Regions from separate parts of the Mus musculus genome. Here region 1 is linked to region 2. A link is a contact called in public HiChIP or PLAC-seq data. All regions are on one chromosome and are shown on one strand. The core of a region is the stretch at or near the end of the contact, and the rest is flanking DNA. Distances in the headings are between cores, read along the strand shown. Region 1 overlaps Hs3st2 (heparan sulfate (glucosamine) 3-O-sulfotransferase 2). Region 2 overlaps Gm5737 (predicted gene 5737).

Region 1 (5,949 bases), core at 448-2,947, 620 kb before region 2:
CAAGATAACAAGATAGACCACTTCGCTAGTCAGCATCCTCCTTCTATGTAGCTTGCAGAAGGTGCTTCTACTTAAAAACTCGAAAAGTTTCTAGAAATCCGTAGTCTATGATGTGATCAAATCCTCTTATGTATGCATGGCTGAGCAGTGAGTATCCCACCCAACTGACTGCATCCCTGGCCTGCCATGCTTAGAAGGCAGAACAACTTTGTGGAAGTAGTGGGGAGATTTTTCTATACATATCCTTTGAGCCACTTACCATCCATTCATCCTTCTAACAACTATGGTGTGTTGACATTCTTCTTAGGAATTGGGGGCGGAGTCAGATCCCTGCTTAAGAAGTAAGCAGGTGTCTGTGCTTGACCAGGCAAAATATCCTGTTCCTGGATGTGAGGAGTGATACAGGGATCACACACACACACACACACACACACACACACACACACACACACACACAGAGAGAGAGAGGGGGGGGGTAACTCAAAGACCAGTACCAGTCCTGAACTCCTACAATGTTCTGAGAAAGCAGCTGAACCTTGGCAGTGGTCAGGAAGGAAAAATGGCTTCCCTTAAAATGTGGGTGTCACATGAGCTGGCAAAAATCTGCAGCTCTGATAGCTGTGGACATTGAGGGTGTTTGAAACTGCTATGATGGCCTTCCTATTGTGATGTGTCAGCCCAGGGGCAGGGTTGGCACTGACTTCACCTTCCTTCTGAGTCTAAGTCCCTATACTGATTACTTTGCTTCAGTGGTTATAAAATACCATGACCAAAGTAACTTAAGGAGAAAGCGTTTATTTTGACTTGTAATTGCAGAGGGCGAGAGATCATCATGGCAGGAAATACATAGCATGGCAGAGGAGCAAGAAGGGGGAGGGAGGGAGAAAGGGAGGGAGAGAGAGAGAGAGAGAGAGAGAGAGAGGGAGAGAGAGAGAGAGAGAGAGAGAGAGAGACTGGGACCAAGTATTCATTCCAACCATCAGTCTCTAAAATTGGAAAATCTCTCACACTAAGGTCCACATGCAGGAAAAAGCAATTAAAAAAAATCCCCAGGAGTCAAAAATGGGCTGGGGAAATGGTTCTGTGGTTGAGAGAACTTGCTGCTCTTGAGGAGGACCCAGGTTCAGTTCCCAGAACCCATATGGAGGCTAACAACTGTCTGTAACTCCAGTTCCAGGAGACCCGATACCCTTCCTGACATCCACAGGCACTACAGGCAAATAGTATATACACATACACGTACAGCCAGGCACAAACACACATATATATAAAATAAATATTTTTTAAAAGAAGTTACCAGACTCAAATGGACCTTTCACCAATTAAAAACAATAAAAAGGGAAAAAGTGAAGTCTGTGAAAAATGTCTGTTGTAAAAGGGAAGAGGAAAAATGTTCTGTTCAGAACGATCTACCGCAAGAAGCAGAAACAAATTCCAACAACATTTTTTGTACTATCAAAAAAATTGCTTTAAGAAATGCAGACTCCATGAAACTAAAATATAGATGTGAGGAGAAGGCAAAGAAAAAAATAATTATGCTTTTAAGGCGTAGAAAGATTGAACTATTTAAAATGCATTTGATACAGTAACAGCTAAATTAGGGAAGTAGAAAGTCAACGCGGAGGATGTTGGCCAGCTGAAGCAAGTGCCACTGGACCCAGGGGAACAGGGTCAAGAGGACTTGTGAAAGGCAGTGGTGTGATACAGCAGAGGAAGTGTACTTCTGAGGTGGGGTTTGGTGGCTCAGGGTTGTCATCTGCTAGGAATTGCAGCACTGGGGAAGTTGGATCAAAACGAGTGCAAGGTCAAAGTCATGTGGAAGCTCACTACTGCACTAGCTGTCTACAAATTACACATACAGATAGATAGATAGATAGATAGATAGATAGATAGATAGATAGATAGATAGATAGATAGATGTACAGATATACATGTACACCACACACACAAATACATATATATATGTATGTGTGTGTGTGTGTGTGTGTGTGTGTGTGTGTGTGTGTGTGTATGAGAGTGTGTGTGTGTGTGTGTTTAAATGGAGTACCCTATAAGGTAAGATAATGCCTCCTCCAGACTAAGAAATAAAATTCCCAGTGTCTAAAATGAGTTAATTTTATTGGAGATGCTGGCCAGTGAGGCCCCAACAATATATGCTATTGCTATTTCTCTTGGTTACACTCCAGAGCTTCCTAGAAGACCTGAATGGTGAAGAAAACCATACTTGAGTCGGAACTTGGAGAGATCAAGCCGACACTTCATCCCTACTGGCTAGCTTTCATGGTGCTTGAAGGCGTGATGTATATACTATGAAAGGAGAAAAATAATCACCAGTTTTACCTGACTGTGAACCCAGTGAGCTCCAGTAACAACTGGCCTGGGGAGCCATGCCCAGTGGTGTATAGTGGCATGTGTCTAGACAGGTCATAGTTTCTAAAGAAGAAACGCCTCCTCCCGTTCTGTTAAATAGACAAAACAATGATACAACGGCTAATAATTTACTATTATACCCATAGACCAGTGCATTTGTCAGTATTCAGGGGAGAAGCTTCCTTTTTTGCAGTACATGGAAGTTAACAGAGCCCCACAACTGGTCAAGGTACAGAGAATGAGAGACTGTGGAGTCCTCAGACTTAGATTGGACATCTCTACACACCCCCTCCTCCCAAGGTTCAAGGATCACTTCAGAAGAAGGGGTGGGAAGACTATACGAACAAGAGGGGGTGGATGACCACAACAAAGCTGCTTTCCAGACACAACGGGGCAGTAGCTCATACAAACTCACAGTGGTTGTGAGCATGCACAAGACCCGTGCAAGCTCAAGCCAGACAGAATTCCATCCTGGAGGAGGGAGGTGGGCATGGAGCCCCACTCCAAGCTGAGAAGCTACTGGACAGATGCTGGGAGAGAGAGAGTCAGTTTTCTGAAGGGCGTGGTCCCTGGTGAGTTGATCATGCTCCAGTGGATGGCTCTGTACCCAGAGTGTACGTGCAGCACAAATTGGAGGCCACAGATGTTTTGTCTGTCTGTCTGTCTGTCTGTCTGTCTGTCTTGGAGAGTACATACAGTTGGGTGGGTGAGAAAGAGAAGTGGGTTAAGGATGGGAAGGGATGAAAATGATCAAAATATATTGTATAGAATTCTCAAAGAATTATTAAAAGATAAATCACAAAGAAAAGGGGAATGAAAAAATACCCTAGGATTTGGGAATTAAATCAGTGCTAGCGAGCTTGCCGGGCAAATGCAAGCCCCTGTGTTTGAACCCCAAGAGAAAGGAAGAAATGGAGGGAGCATGGGGAGGAGAGAGTGGGAGGAAATGTATGTGTTGTGCAAGAATGAGACGGGATAAATGTAATAGAAATAGTAATATTCAATGTGACGGGAAAATGTTCCCGAGTTAAACAAAAACCTGGGTCTGTGTTTCAGAATACAAATCAAATCAGAAAAAAATTCATGAAAAGAGACATGCATCCTGGTGAAGCTCTAACTTCAAGGAAAAGATCTCTATAAATACCCAGGGGGGGAAGCTTAGAAAGGAGAGGGAGCCGCCCTGCCTCACATCCCACATCCTAGGCAGGAGACATCAAAGACAACACCACGATTTGAGGGTTCTGAAGCTTGCACCCCGAGGGCTCTCCATGCATGACCCCACTGCTGTTCCACCCCGCTGCTGACTCCAGCCACAGGAGGGAGTACTCTAGGGTTCAACAGCCCAGCAATTCCAATACCCACAACTCTACCGGATTGAAGTCAGATGGCGGCCATCTCTCAGCTGGTTCAAAACACAAATCGTGAGGCCACATGCCCACATTTGAAAACTGAAAACCTAGAAGCTTTTCTAGAGCAAAAAACAAAAACAAAACAAAACAAAACAAAACAAAACAAAACAAAACTCATCAAAACTGAGTAGCAAAGAGTTAACCTGCTTAGAACAGTAACTGTGGCAAACTTCTTGCTTGATCAGACAGCCAGCTTTGGGGAAAGCCCCATCTCAGTGTGTGTGTGTCGGAGTGGGGGTATTTTGCCTTCTGGCTCTGGAACTGTGGGCAGGAGAAGAGGAGAGTTTTCCATAACTGTGTATATGGCAGCTTTTCTGTGTTAGAGGAAGCCCAATTATCATGTTACCTCCTGCTTTAGTTCCTCTGCCTGCCCAGTGGTCATATCAGGCTGCAGGGAAGGAGGGAGGAAGGGAAGTATGGGGGGGGGGAGGGTTCCCTGTGACCTTGGTGGTCTCAAACTGTCCTGGGTCTAGCACAAATTCCTTGGTCTTAGTCCTCCTGCCTCAAAATCCTGAGTAGCTGGGATTTCATCAATGTACCACTGCCCTTAGGTAACCTGAAGTATCTGTCATACAGGTGACACCATTCTTAGTACAAGTTTAATTTTCCTTATCCAAAGTCCTGGTGACCAGTAATATTTCAGATTTTAAATTTTTTGTTATGGGTTATTTGCATACATATAATGAGATATTTTGTTGACAAGACCCAAGTTTAAACACACAATATAATAAATTTCACATACAGTTTACTGCAGAACAGGACAGTAGTTTTATAGAGTATTCTCAATGAATCCATCCTTGACCGTCACTCATAATATAAGGTCACATATGTAATCTTCCATTTGTGGCATGGGGTCAGCTTTCATACTGTTTTGAATCTTAGACCATTTGGAATTTGGGACTTTTGGATTAGGACTGCCCAAACTATGTCTAAACCCCCGTGCACATAAACTATGTCTAAACCCCTGTGCAACGGTCCTTCTCTTATGCTGTGTTGATTCTTATTGAGGGGGTGATAGGAGGGAGAGGAGCACACAGATGCCTGTGTTAAATGGTTATTGTTCTCAAAAGTCTATAACTCTCCTTTTCATTTATTCATGGACTCATGAGCTAGGAATGGTAGACATTTTACCGAATATTTCCCCTTCTCTGTGGAAGAGGCCATTTAGAAGTCTCCAACGTACAGTCCTATCAACATAGATTTAAAAGCAAGTCCAGGTAGAAAAAATAAGATTCAAATGAGGGCATCCTGGATGATTTACTGGTCAGACCCACCCTCTATGATGTTCAGTAGCAAGCAAACTTAATCAGTGTTGATTATTACGGTTGGGTATGAATATCCCAGGCAGGTCCATGTATTGAATGCTCAGCCCCCAGTGCAGCAGACCATTAATCTACCAGTTATAACCGGATGGGATGTTGAGAGGCAATGGAAACTTTGGGAGAGTGGGGCCCAGTTGAAGCAAATGAGATATTGAGGGTTTACCCTTGAAGAATATATTCTCATTCATCCATTCATCCATCCATCCATCCATCCATCCATCCATCCATCCTCTCTCTCTCTCTCTCTCTCTCTCTCTCTCTCTCTCTCTCTCTCCCTCTCCCTCCCTCTCCCTCTCCCTCTCCCCCCCCCTCTCTCTCTCCCTCCTCCTCCTCCCTCCCCTCCCCATTCCTGGCTGTCAGGAGTTGAATATCTTTGTTCCACCAGCTGCTTCCTACAATCTAAAACCCCTGAAATCATACGGTGTCCTAATTCTTCTTCTTTTAATTTGTATAACTCAAGTATTTTCTCACAGCAGCAAAAAGCTAACTAACAGTGATGGAAGGTACACTAGAGACAACTTTTGTCAGAAAAGTGATGGCGTGGAAATGGCTACAAGGGGTTCTTGGAGGCAGTAGAATATTCTATTAATGGAGAATGAATGGATCCCCTGAAAAGCTATTACACAGATACAAGAATGTATCAAGCTTTTATGCTTCAGATTTCTACATTTTACAAATTGAAAATTTACACACAGTTTAGAATATATATGTTGGTTAAATGTTTGAGAATTTCACACATTTATACAGTGTCTTTTGGTCATATTTACCCCTCTATTCAACATCCACTCCTCCTAGGTTCATCACCAATCACCACCCCTCCCAACCTCATGTTCTCTCTCTCTCTCTCT
Region 2 (6,684 bases), core at 613-3,112:
CTTCCAAATGATCTCAGCTACAGAGCAGAAGCCCTCACCTTCTGATATTTCAAGTTAGTGATGGCCTCCAATTCCTTATCTTTACATTGACGGTAACAAACCCTACTGTAAGTGTGGCTCTAATAATGGAATAAGGCTATACAAATGCAAGCTCCTGCCAGCGTTGGGCACTAAACAGATAGAAATGATTACCACTGGTCTTTAAAACAAAAACAAACAAAGAAACAAAGAACCAAGTAGACACTGGAGAGATGGCTCAGGGGTTAAGAGCACAAACTGCCATTCCAGAGGTCCTGAGTTCAATCAACTCCCAGCAACCACAGGGTGGTTCATAACCATCCTGTCATGTGGGATTCAATGCCCTCCTCTGGTGTGTCTGAAGACAGCTACAGTGTACTTATACAAATAAATAAGTCTTTTTAAAAAGTAGACACACGCACAAAATTCTAACTACTGTATTTTAAAACTCCTACACAGTTTTTCTAATTTGCCTGACCGGGACACGTGCTATGAGGAACACCACACCACCTATGAAGGTTGACTCATACCTTCTCTTTCCTCCACTGCAGCCTGGTAGTTACTTTGTTCTCTGCTAGGGTCCGTGGTGTTTATTCAGTTAACGCCACGTGCGTACCAGATGATAGATACCCGTGGATCTGCTTACACACTGTTATTTTTGGGATCCACAGTCCACATCACAATGGCAGGGAGGTACAGTCTCTGTTGAGAGCAGATCTGTGGACTCAAAGTCTTAAAGATGATGGTGAGGAGCACTACTCATCAAGAGATACAAATGATACTAAAATATGGAGGCTGGGAAGTGGCTCAGTGGGCAAAGTGCCTGTCACACAAGGATGGGGACTTGACTTCCATTTATAGTGCCCGCATAAAATGCTGGGTGAGGTGGCATATACTTGTAACCCCAGAGCTGAGAAGTCAGAGGCAGGTGGATCCCTAAGGCTTCTTGCCTACCCTACCCATTCCAAATTCTAAACTCTAAACCAGTCTGGAAAAATAAGGTAAGACAGCTTCAGGAATGACATCCTCTGATACCACATACAAATACACACAAACATAAAATATGATCAGCCAAACTCTTATTTTGTCTGTTATATTGGTACTTTTTAAATGAGACATTCAAATTTCTTTTTTTTTAAAGATTTGTTTATTTTATGTATATATGAGTACACTCTAGCTGTGCAGATGGTTGTGAGCCACCATGTAGTTGCTGGGATTTGAACTCAGGATATTTGGAAGAGTAGTCAGTGCTCTCAACCGCTGAACCGCTGAACCATCTCTCCAGCCCTCAAATTTCTTTTACAAACTTTTTTTCTCCATTGCGTCCTCTGGACCTGAAACGTTTTACTGTGCTTAGTCGGTTCCACTCGTTAAATGAGAACCAAAAGTTACTAAGTTGGGCTTGGGTATCCTTTCCCAGCTAGTCAACACATAGATAGGTGTCAGGATAAACTCAAAGAAGCCGTGGCAGGGAGAAGGTCCTTGAAGGAGGCAGAAGACAGGTCCAATTCCACAGACTCCACCAACCAGAACTCACGCATTTAGACCAACCGTGAAGGCAGGGCTAAGGCTTATCCCAACAGAAGCGACCTCACTGGGGTTTCAGCGTAGAGATGGAGGCAGAAAGGGGTGAAGTCAGATCAGGGAAGAATCTGGAAGAATAGGAAGGAGAGGGCTAGACTGGGTAGGACTGGAAATGGCTGGGAAGGGGAAGCAGGCTGAGGCTGGGACCTCATCAACCGCCTCGCCTAGCCTCGGGAAAAGAGTAACACACAGGATCAAGGAGCCAAGAGCCGGGAAACCCAAATGTGCAGACGAATAGAAGCCAAGAGAGCGAAGCAGAGGCGTGGCCAGGAATCGGGGCGGAGTCAAGAGGCAGGGGCGGGCCTAAACCGGGAGGTCAAGCCAGGTAGAAAGATAGCGAGCTACTACGTGGGCGAGGTCGTGGTCGTGGTCGTGGTCGGGCTCAGAGCCTTTCCACCACCGCCTGCAAAGGCTGCAGCCCTAGGAAGTACAGGGCCAGGCCGAGCAGGGCGAACAGTAGCAGCAGCATGAGCAGCAGCCGCAGGAGCGTCAGCACGATGCAACAGCGGGGCTGCGGGGTCGTGGCCTGCACATATCGCTCCACTGCGTCGGCGAAGCTGAACTTGTCCGGCGCATAACCAAGTTGAGTGCGGGCCTTGGCAATCTGGAAAGTGTGCGTCACGGCCACGCTGAGCACCTATGGGAGAGGCGGAGCAGCAGAGGGCTGGGCTAGTGGGAGAGCATCCTGTGCCTTGTTGACCAAAAGGATAAGGAAAGGGCAGACTGCCTTTCCGTCACACTGGGGTTTAAAGACCAGCTGCTGCGTCTGGTTCCTGATGCCTTCCTGAGGGGGAGGCTTCCTTTCTGAGATCTTTTTCTTGGAGGGCGCAGCCTCCTCGATGACCTTTCGGTATCTCACCCTCAGGCTCTGCTAAATTCTCACCCTGTTTCGTTCCTCTTTTCTCCTTCTTTTCCCAGCCTAGCGCCGTTCTAGACCCCTGGAGACCCTTAGATGCATCCTTGAATACCAGGGCAGACTGAAGGTTTCCACAGCCTGTAGTGGGGTGCGGTTCTCCAGATAAACATTTCCAAAGGAGGATGTCGGCTTCCTGTTGCCAGCTCCAGACCAATTGTAGTGGGCGGGGCCTCCAGAAGAACCTTCCTGTCCTCTCAGCTGGTTAACTAAGTGACTCTAAGGGAGGGATTCAATTACGAACAAGTGATTCCTCTTTAAGTCTGAGCTACATCCCCAGCTGCCGGTTGGCTGAGGACCACCTGCTTCCAAGGTGATAAATGACAACCATAGATGATAGAACTCCCACTGCACTTGCTGTGGGCCCTTTATACACTTCTGTCCTCGGTGATGGCACGATTTTCTCTTTGCATAATTGGAAATTGAAGAACAGAGCTTAAGTGACTTGCCTAGGGTCACATAGGAGATCCACTTTAGAAAGTGGCCATATTCTTGGTCATGCTGGGGTCTGGAGGTGCTCTCCTGCCTGGCTTGTTATTCTCCAGCTAGACATTGGTTATGTGGTTCTCTCATGGTGCAGACAGGGCTTTGGGGCTAAGCCCTGGTCTGAAGACCCCAGTGAGGGAAACAGACCAATTCTTGTCTGTTTTGCCCCAGATACTACGTTCAGGGCTTGGAGGAATGCAGGTTAGTAAATATTCTAAAGTCAACCAAGCTCCTCTTGCAGGGAGACATAGCTGTGAGGTAGGCAAGCAGGTCCTAGCACAGTGCTCACAGAGGTCCGGTTTAACTGTGACCTCAGGGCGTAGGTGGCTCTCCTGCATGCTGGAAAATTCCTCCTCATATCTCGGGGTAGCTCTTATCACCCAGTTGGATTGCCTGGTTTCTAGAACATTTTCCTCTTTGGATTGTGGACTTCCTGGGGTAAGCACCAAGTCTTTCTCACCTCTAGTGCTCAGTGAAGTGCCTGGCACATAGTAGGTGCTTAAGGAATGAAAGGTTTTTAAATGCTAAAGAGCTGATTGGTGTCTCACAGACTGGCCAGCAGACGGCAACTGACCTGTCGCCCCCAAACTGCCCCAGATCCTTTGCCCTAGAACCAACGAGTTAACCCGCAAACCCACACTTTAGACAAGAGGAAGTCAGGCATTAGCCAAGTCAATGCCTGACTACAGTTCCTCAGCACTCCTGACAGCTGTTTACCTTGTTGGTTTCTGGTGTTTTATAAGACAGTGGTGAGGCTTTAGGTCTGGGTTCAAATTCCACCAGTGCCCTGTAAGTGAGTGATCTTGTGTAGGTAGCTTCACGGTGTCTCTGATTTCCTCCTCTGAACAAGCACAGGGTAATAGTTTCCAGTGGTAGTGACTATCACATGACACCAAAGGACTGTCACTAGCCTCCATCAGTCTGGGGAAGATGTAGGCAGTGGCTTCCCGGAAATATTCTCCATGCCCTCTCTTCCTTTCAGCGTAAGGGGCCCTGAACTTAGCATCCTGAAGCCAATCCCCATGTGGCGTGATCTTAGACAAGCTTCCGGTTTTTCATCATAAGCTGAAGAGCATAATCTTTTGCCCTTCCTAATTTAACACTAAGGAGAATCAAATGAGAGAGGCCCTAAATTACATCTGCTGTCTTACTCTTAGTGTCTACTTAAGAGACCTTCTTTGTACAAACAACCAAAAGAAGCTCTTAGATTTATTTATTTTATATGCCCTGCCGGAATGCATGTATGCGCACCAGGTGCATGCCAGAAGAGGGCGTCAGATCCCTTGGACTGGAGCAATGGATGGTTGTGAGCCACCATGTGGATGCTGGGAATCAAACTGGGTCGTCTGAAGAGCAGTGAGGGCTCTAAACTGATGAGTCCTCTCTCCAGCACCAAAATGTCCTCTTTTTGGATGGTTCGTGCTAAGCAAATATAAAACTACTCAGACATCAGCTGGTGCAGTGGTGCACACATTTTATCCCAGCGCTCAGGAGGAAGAGGCAGGTGGATCTCTGTGAGTCCGAGGCCAGCTCTACACAGTGAATTCCAGAATATCCAGAGCTACCTAGTGTGAGACTTGTCTCGAAAAACAAGACAACACTCCCAAACTATGCGCCATAACTATGAGAAGGGTTTTGATATTCTGTACAAAGAAGGCATCAAATACATACTTATTGTTAAATAAACATGTACTAAGCATGTGAAAAACATGAGTGATGAGTCTAGGGCCACTGGGAATTTGTGTGAGTGTGTGTGTGTGTGTACATACATATGTATGTATATATATGTACATGTATATGTATATTCAGAGTTTGGGTTCAAAAGAGTGTCGTCTTTGGGATCTCAGGTCTGGCTAGAAGATAAGCTGCCTATAGCTGGAATGACAGCTGTGAATAGGAATTTGGAGCGGTCCAATTTTCAGTACGTAACACCGTCTGAGCAAAAACTTAGTTGGTCGGGAGCATTAGAAAGGAGCGGGCTGTAGTTTCGGGTCTACATGGAAGGTTCTGAGACTGCAGAGAAGAATCTTGTGACAGAGGTGTTCAGCAATGGTGGAGAGGAGGAGAACGGTGTAGGGCTGGGATTCCCCCACCCCTCAGCACCCCTCTTACCTCACTGCGGGTGAGTAGTGGGGGGATGGTGCAGATGGGTCTCAGTGCCAGGTGCAGGTACTCCATCACTGCAGCTGTGGGAGGGGGCAGGTGAGAGGGGCTCAGGGATGCATCCACTGGGGGCGTGTCTTGCCTTGCTAGGGGTCCCTTTAAAAAGGTCACTGGATTCCCTTCAGTTGGCAGCATTTGCTGGGGGCCTGTTAGCTAGGAGATATGTCATGGTAAGATGGTACTAAGTAGTGATGATGGTCTGAAGAATGCAAGCAAATCTGAGAAGGCTCAAGGTGTTTCTGTTCTCTCTCTTTCTCTCTCTCTCTCTCTCTCTCTCTCTCTCTCTCTCTCTCTCTCTCTCTCTCTCTCTTTGGTTTTTCGAGACAGGGTTTCTCTGTGCAGCCCTGGCTGTTCTGGAACTCACTCTGTAGACCAGGCTGGCCTCGAACTCAGAAAATCCATCTGCCTCTGCTTCCCAAGTGCTGGGATCAAAGGTGTGCCCCACCACTGGCTTCTCAGTCTCTCTCTCTCTTTTTTTTTCTTTGGTTTTTTGAGACAGGGTTTCTCTGTGTAGCCCTGGCTGTCCTGGAACTCACTTTGTAGACCAGGCTGGCCTCGAACTCAGAGATTCACCTGTCTCTGCCTCCCGAGTGCTGGGATTAAAGGCGTGCACCACCAGTGCCCGGCTTCTCAGTCTCTCTTAAATGACGTTTCATTCATGTGTTTCGTGTATGTGTTCATGCGTGTGGGTGTATATTTGCCATGGCGCATGTGTGAACCACGCAGGACATCCTTGGGGAGTCAGTTCTTCCCTTCTACCATGTGGGTCTCAGAGATTGAACTTCCCTAAGATCAGGCTTGGTGGTGGCACCTTTACCCATTGAACTATCTTGCCAGTTTTCAAGTTCTCTCTTTTGAGGCAGGATCTTACTATGTAAGACCAGACTGGCTTCAAACTCTCTAGGTAGCTCAAGCTGATCTTGAGCGCATGATCCTCCTGTCTCAGCCTCCAAAGTGCAGATTCCCACACCTGGCTCTCTCCTATTTTGATATGCTGACTTGGGTAGGAGAGGGAGGAATTGGGAGTGCTTCCCTTCTGTCCTGACACCATTGCTTCTGCCAACGTGAAGATGCACCAAAATGCAGCTAGCTTACAGAGAACTGTTATTTATATACAATCCTTGCAAGTTGTCATCACCTGGGCTACAGGTAATGCATATCAATCATTGTGGCAGAGTACAGAATACAGAAATCTCCCACCTGGGTAACAAGTTTACAAGTCTTTGATTTCAGTAACATCCCAAATGCATTTAAAAAGAGTAGGTCCAGCCTCTGATGCGACAGAAACACAGCCCTTTGTGACTTGAGGGCTACCGTTCCCTTGGGCAGCTCACAGCAAGCCTGATGCCTGCTTGCGCTCTTATTAGGAGGCCAGCAGAGGGCAGCAGCAGGGCACACTGTCCTGGTGGGGTGGGACCAGGGAGTGGGAGCAGATACTGACCTGCAGGGGTAAATGGGAGAGTCCAAGGTCAAAGTCTCCACATGCCCCAGACTTTGGAAGAGGGAAGCCTCAGGCCTCC

The links. HiChIP or PLAC-seq counts read pairs in DNA pulled down with a chosen protein or histone mark.
Region 1: an H3K27ac HiChIP or PLAC-seq map of large pre-B cells shows a contact between it and region 2, with 2.8 times the contacts expected there. The contact joins two enhancer-like sites. A contact is called at or near these places in 2 of 39 promoter capture datasets (the C10 cell line and pre-B cells) and 1 of 115 datasets of contacts at active chromatin or transcription factors (large pre-B cells).

Annotation. Positions count from the first base shown.
Region 1 is chr7:121,442,234-121,448,182 of GRCm38.p6, reverse strand. The region is part of intron 1 of Hs3st2 (heparan sulfate (glucosamine) 3-O-sulfotransferase 2); the gene reads right to left. Among named protein-coding and RNA genes, the nearest start is that of Hs3st2, 53 kb to the right of the region's middle. Within about 2 kb of position 1,697, at least 36 of the 459 cell types and tissues checked have an H3K27ac peak or open chromatin away from gene starts, as enhancers often do.
Region 2 is chr7:120,826,494-120,833,177 of GRCm38.p6, reverse strand. Gm5737 (predicted gene 5737) reads right to left here. Exons shown (of 12, transcript NM_001370881.1): 11 at 5,114-5,187; 12 at 1,354-2,239. The coding sequence ends at 1,985. Among named protein-coding and RNA genes, the nearest start is that of n-TLtag1, 5.7 kb to the left of the region's middle. Within about 2 kb of position 1,862, at least 193 of the 459 cell types and tissues checked have an H3K27ac peak or open chromatin away from gene starts, as enhancers often do.